2 separate regions of the Anas platyrhynchos genome follow, and region 2 is linked to region 1. A link is a contact called in public Hi-C data. All regions are on one chromosome and are shown on one strand. The core of a region is the stretch at or near the end of the contact, and the rest is flanking DNA. Distances in the headings are between cores, read along the strand shown. Region 1 overlaps PRMT7 (protein arginine methyltransferase 7). Region 2 holds the start of LOC140003479 (leukotriene B4 receptor 1-like).

Region 1 (2,700 bases), core at 160-2,659:
TACGCCTCAGGACCAGACCTGTCCCCATGCCCCCTCCTCCCCTCCCTGTCCCGTCAGCACAAACGCCTCCCCGGCCCTGCTTACGGCTGCCTCGCCCAGCCGCCGTCCCTCGCCGCCTCGTCTGCCACAGCGGGGAGAGCCGGGGGGTGCAAAGAGAAAATGGCCGCCCCCTGCCCTCAGGCGGCAGGAGGCCAAAATGGCGGCCGGCCTGAGGAGGGGGCTCGGCCAATCAGGAGCGGGCCCGGGCCCGGGCAGGTGCTGGGGCTGAGGGGAGCGGGAACGCGGCTGAGGCGGCCCCGGATGAGGCGGCCCCAATGCGACGCCCCCCGACCCCAAACCGGCGGCCCTGCGGGGTCAGCACAGTGAAATTCCAGTGGGATCCCAAGCTAAACTTGCTCCTGGCTGCGTCTCCCATCCCCTTCCCCAGCTGGAGGCTCCGGGAGAGTCGCTTCGTTGCTAATTAGTTCCGCATGCTTTCACAGCCCTTTCTGACTAGAGACAGGGCTGATCATCAATCCTTCAGTGTAAATGACTTTGCAGTTGTCTGCAAAGTGGATATGAGATTATGTATGTAGGCCTACAGCACAGTCACTTCAATGTTTCCTAGAAATATTACAGTTGAGGAGAAATATGACACATTCAAGTGCTGTAACGAATGCTGTTTGTCTCTCTCCCAACGCCATTCATCGCAGCAGCTTGATTTATTTGCTGATTCTCAGGGTTGTGAATAATTGGTTTCTTAGATACTCTTTAACATGAAGCAAGTAGTTGCTTTATTGGAGTACATATATAGTAGGATCCATCAGCCTTGAGAAGCAGGAGCCCAATGAATTGCAGTGCCCATTATTTCTTCCACTGCACAACTGCCACTCTCCACCTTGGAGAGTGATGTACAAGGCATGAAAAAGCAGAGGTTGCAGAAAATGAGAGGAACAAGAGACAACATCCACAAAAAACACACTGCTGCTGCAGTACATTAGGCAGTTGCACTTGAGCAAAACCCTTAGGAAGGAGAAAAGGCTGCTTGTCCAGTCTCCAGGGTGCATGTCAGAGCTAACATACCCCAGGACCCACACAACTGCGAAGAATACCCTCCAGTGTAGGGCTTTCCCTTCACATACATGAAGATAATCAGCTCTCATTCTTTCATTAGTGCCCTTGTCCACGGAAGAGGCATCCTTAGGGTTCTCAAATCCTAGATAAGAATCCTGCTGGGGAAAAAAAAAAAACTGGGTCAGCTTTGTGACAGCCTTTCAAAACAAAAACAAAACCCTATGGCCTTATATGTATATACACTTTTTTTTTTAAAAAACCATGGTTTTAATTACTGAAGTATCCAAGGATTTGCTGCCTCTGAGCCTTTATCTGCTGTATCTCGGTCAAACCTCATAAGGCTGCACTTGAAATCACACTGCACTAAGAAAACAAATGATTAAAGCAGAGCAAGGGAGTCAGGGGATTAGTTTACTCTGCATGGCCTTGAGCAAGACATTTTTAGCTCTCGAGGCCCTAATCTTACAGCGATCTCTGGGCAGATGAAACACTTTAACGCCTCCACAAAGCACTCTTGCTTTTTCCTCATCTGAAAAATGTGGATAATTATACATACCTCTCTCTGAGAAAAAGCATCTTAATCATTAATCCACATTAAATGACTGGACACGTTGAGTTTGAAAACAAGTACCAAACCAAATTAACAGTTTGCAATGTCCCCAGAGTCAATAAGGTAAAATGGTGTTGCAAGCTCACAATCATCACTAGAAAAAAATATCTAACATTAAGAAGCTGTAAGTCTCTTCCCCTCCTAACAACCAGCTGTAACTACAAATAGAATACAAAAGATGAGTGCCTAAATGAATTAGTCTTGAACTGCATCCTCTATCTTGTTAAATGCAGGAAGCCTACACAGAGCAGTTTCAAAGGGACTAATGAAGGAGAAAAGCAAGCTCCTTGATCCCAGTTCTTGAACTGTCCAGCCCTTAGACAAAAGATAACCTTTCTGCAAACACAGGAAGAAAACTTGCAGCTGCCATGGCTTAAAATACCCTTTAAATAAAATGCAAGACTTGTCCTTCATCAGGACTAAGACAATCTCACTTCCATAAAGTATTATTCATTCGGTGTACTTAACATGAGACATCTCACCTGCCTTTTTATTGTAGGTGCAAGTCCGTATTAGTCTTACTAGCAGTTATCACTGGTTTTGTACTAGTTTTCTATTTCAGTACATGTATGTGTATGTATCTTATAAAATCACAAGCATTTTATTTGTACAGAAAATGAGATAGCTGCACTGAAAGTCTGTGCACCTTTCCTTGCAGGAAGTAAATAGGTATGAACTGAAAATACATTAAAAAAATAAAAGTGGGTTTTCAGCACCCTCTTGTGGATTAGTGGTGTGATAACCACACAGTAACAACCACCCAAGTTTTACTAAAACTTTCATCACAATTCAATGCTACAGAAAAGTTACTTTTGCAGCAGAACCACAATAGGGAATTTAAACGTGAATGGCAAAACTTTCTGACTGACGATCATTCTTAATACCTAAATAAAACCTGTGTCTTCAGTGCAAGCATCTCTTGTGGCACAAAAAAAAAATAAAAATCATGCAGATACACACTGGCTCTCATGTAATATACAAGCTATAATACTATTAGTTCAGTGGTGGCAGGGGGATCGTATTTCTTTTAAAACATG
Region 2 (2,700 bases), core at 93-2,592, 220 kb before region 1:
TGGTGACATGGATACAAGGTCAGGAGCCAAACAAGGTTGTCACTGCCGATTGTTTTGTAACACACACAACCTGAATTGTCTCTAGCATCCGCTGGACTACTTGGAAAACCAAACTGACTACTAGGTGAAAGGACTACTGAATGAATGCCCCAGAAATCCATTGCTCACTAAGTCTATGCTCTTTGTTAGAGAATCTCTGTGCCTGCTACAGTAGTTTCTTGCTTGGTAACAGGAGAAATCTTTTTCTTGTCTTCCTCTGTTACAGTCTGACTCAACTGTTCAAACAGTTTTGATATCTTGGTAAATCTCAGGTGATTCTGGAATTTTCGTGCAGCAAAAGCATAAAGTAGAGGGTTAATACAGCTACTGATAAATACAAGTGCTCCGGAGACGTACTCTCCTTTGTCTATAATCTTTTCCAGTGTCTCATTAGAGTCTTCTATCTGAACTGAAATAATATCTAAGATGTTAAAGAGATGATGTGGGAACCAGCATAAAATGAATGCCACCACGATGCTGGTAATGAGCCGTTCTGATCGCTGCTTTGATCGGTAAGTCATTTGTCTTATTCTTTTTGCAACACACACATAGCAAGTGCATATAATTAAAAAAGGAATTACAAAACCTGCAAGAGTCTCCAACAAAAGATATGACACTCTCTGTCCAGTAGTAGAGTAGTTGCGACATGTGCACTGTAGTCCACCGTTGATTTCATCTGTCTCTTGGAATGGAATAATAGTAACGCCAAAAGCAATGGACAGGAACCAAATGAGGAACATGATTACAAAAATATTTTCTTTTTTTTTGTACCTTTGCATTGTGAAAGGGTAAAACACAGCCATTAGTCTCTCCAAGCTCAGTGCTGTAATTAGAAATATACTTGCATACATGCTGCAGTAAATCATGAAGACCAGTATTTTGCAGAACACAATTCCAAAAACCCATGAGTCAGCAAAGGAGTAAATCCAGATTGGCAAAGTGATCAGTACGAGGATATCCGCAATGGCCAGGTTCAAGATCAGCAGGACTGAAGGAGATACTTGCTTCATTTTTGTACAAACAGTCCAGATGACAACGCAATTTCCAGGGGTCCCAATAATAAATGACAAGCTCAGTATCATGCAGACTACAAACTTCACAGCGTTCCATGTCAAGTCGGTGCTGACTTCCTCAGCTTCACTCATTCCAGAAATTTTTCAGTTCTTTTCAGGTGCTAATATCCTTGGTGCTTTGCACTCTGAAAGTTTTGATTCTGAAACTGTCAGCAAACAACTTGAGAGAAACTTCCCTAACTGATATTCTGCAGACTTGTCTGGCATGTGACCTCACATCCTAATGCTCACAAACGTCTGACCGCATGCGTTCTTCCTGTTGTTTAGGAAAACAGTGTCTTTTTGCATGCAGAGCACAGATAAAAATAGTATTGTCCCTGACTTTGCTCTTAATTACATATGCATCACAGCAGATTTTAAAGCATGGAGGTGATCTTTCAAAAGTCTCCCTCTTTTAAGAAGCCTGCTACTTGGTTAAAGCTACTGGTCTAACCAACAGGTATGAGGAGGAAAAAAGTTGTCCTTTTGCTACTTCACTTTTGTTTGTGTGAATATGTCAACATTCTATTTTAAGTATTTTAAAACAAAAAGATAGAAGGGTGGCAGATAAACCAAAAGTGTGCATTAAATGTTTGACATGACATTGCATTCTAGAGCATGAAACATTATTATACTCTCTACCTTCATATAATCTTTTTTTTGGTTGTTGTTGTTGTTAATTCAGCAGAAGACAGTTGATCTTGAACATGCTTTAGAAATAGGCTGGCACAGAGGAAATCATCTTTTGTAGTGAGATTGTACCAGTACAATGAAGTTGGATAGAGTTGTAATTCTAATCATAGAATCATTCAGGTTGGAAAAGACCTTCATGGTTATCTGGTTCAATCATCACCCTACTACCAATATCACCCAATGCTCTGGGAAAATGCAGTTCTTTAGCTAAACAACCACCATCAGAATAGTCTGGGTGTAATGTTGGGAGGAAATGGTCTGTGTCTCAGAAAATATATGATTAGGTTGTCCTACTGTGACAGCAATGTGCTATGACTTTATCTCCTAGGAAACCCAGTAGTTAGTGCAGTATTCAAATCCTGTGTGAATCAAAAGTTCTTAAAATAAATAAATAAATAAATCTTTGTCTGGCCAAAGATTATGGAAGCACTGTTTTACTCTAGTGTCAGAACATTTTAAGTCTGGTTCCAAATAATTAAAGGAGGAACCAAAACAGCAGCACCAACAAAAATTATTAAGAGTCACAGAAGTGAAACTAGAAGAGTATTTTTATGTAAAATAAGCACAGATTATGCATAATGCATAGCACAATCTATTAAATTTTAAATCGTGGTACAGATTATTTCATTAAATGTTGAGGTAGATTTTTTACAAACCTGGCAAATGTAGTACATAATGTTAAGAAGTATCTTCCAAAATGGGAAAAGGATTGCAACACCTATTCCCAACCCCAAATCGGCTTAGCCGTTTTTGATCTCGTAAGAGTATAATGAGATCAACTGCAAATCCAGAATAACTCCACTGAAGTCAAGAATATTTTTTTCAAAACGCTCTTTGTGTAATTGATATTTTAATTTGGGTTTCATCGTATGATTCCAGTTCCTTTTATTTTTTACTGCATTTAGTACCAATTGGG

What was found. A called contact is a pair of places that touch in the nucleus more often than the background predicts.
Region 2: a contact with region 1 is called in a Hi-C map of liver, with 1.8 times the contacts expected there. The contact joins the promoter of LOC140003479 here to the enhancer-like site in region 1. A contact is called at or near these places in 2 of 8 Hi-C or Micro-C datasets (liver and subcutaneous adipose tissue).

Annotation. Positions count from the first base shown.
Region 1 is chr12:13,858,895-13,861,594 of IASCAAS_PekinDuck_T2T, reverse strand. It overlaps PRMT7 (protein arginine methyltransferase 7), which reads right to left. Exons shown (of 20, transcript XR_011812240.1): 20 at 750-1,211. Among named protein-coding and RNA genes, the nearest start is that of SLC7A6OS, 20 kb to the right of the region's middle. Within about 2 kb of position 1,409, at least 2 of the 8 cell types and tissues checked have an H3K27ac peak or open chromatin away from gene starts, as enhancers often do.
Region 2 is chr12:14,081,231-14,083,930 of IASCAAS_PekinDuck_T2T, reverse strand. LOC140003479 (leukotriene B4 receptor 1-like) reads right to left here and starts at 1,342. Exons shown (of 1, transcript XM_072043805.1): 1 at 1-1,342. The coding sequence starts at 1,184. The coding sequence ends at 186. All of the region lies in intron 7 of LOC106019018 (a long non-coding RNA gene), which reads right to left.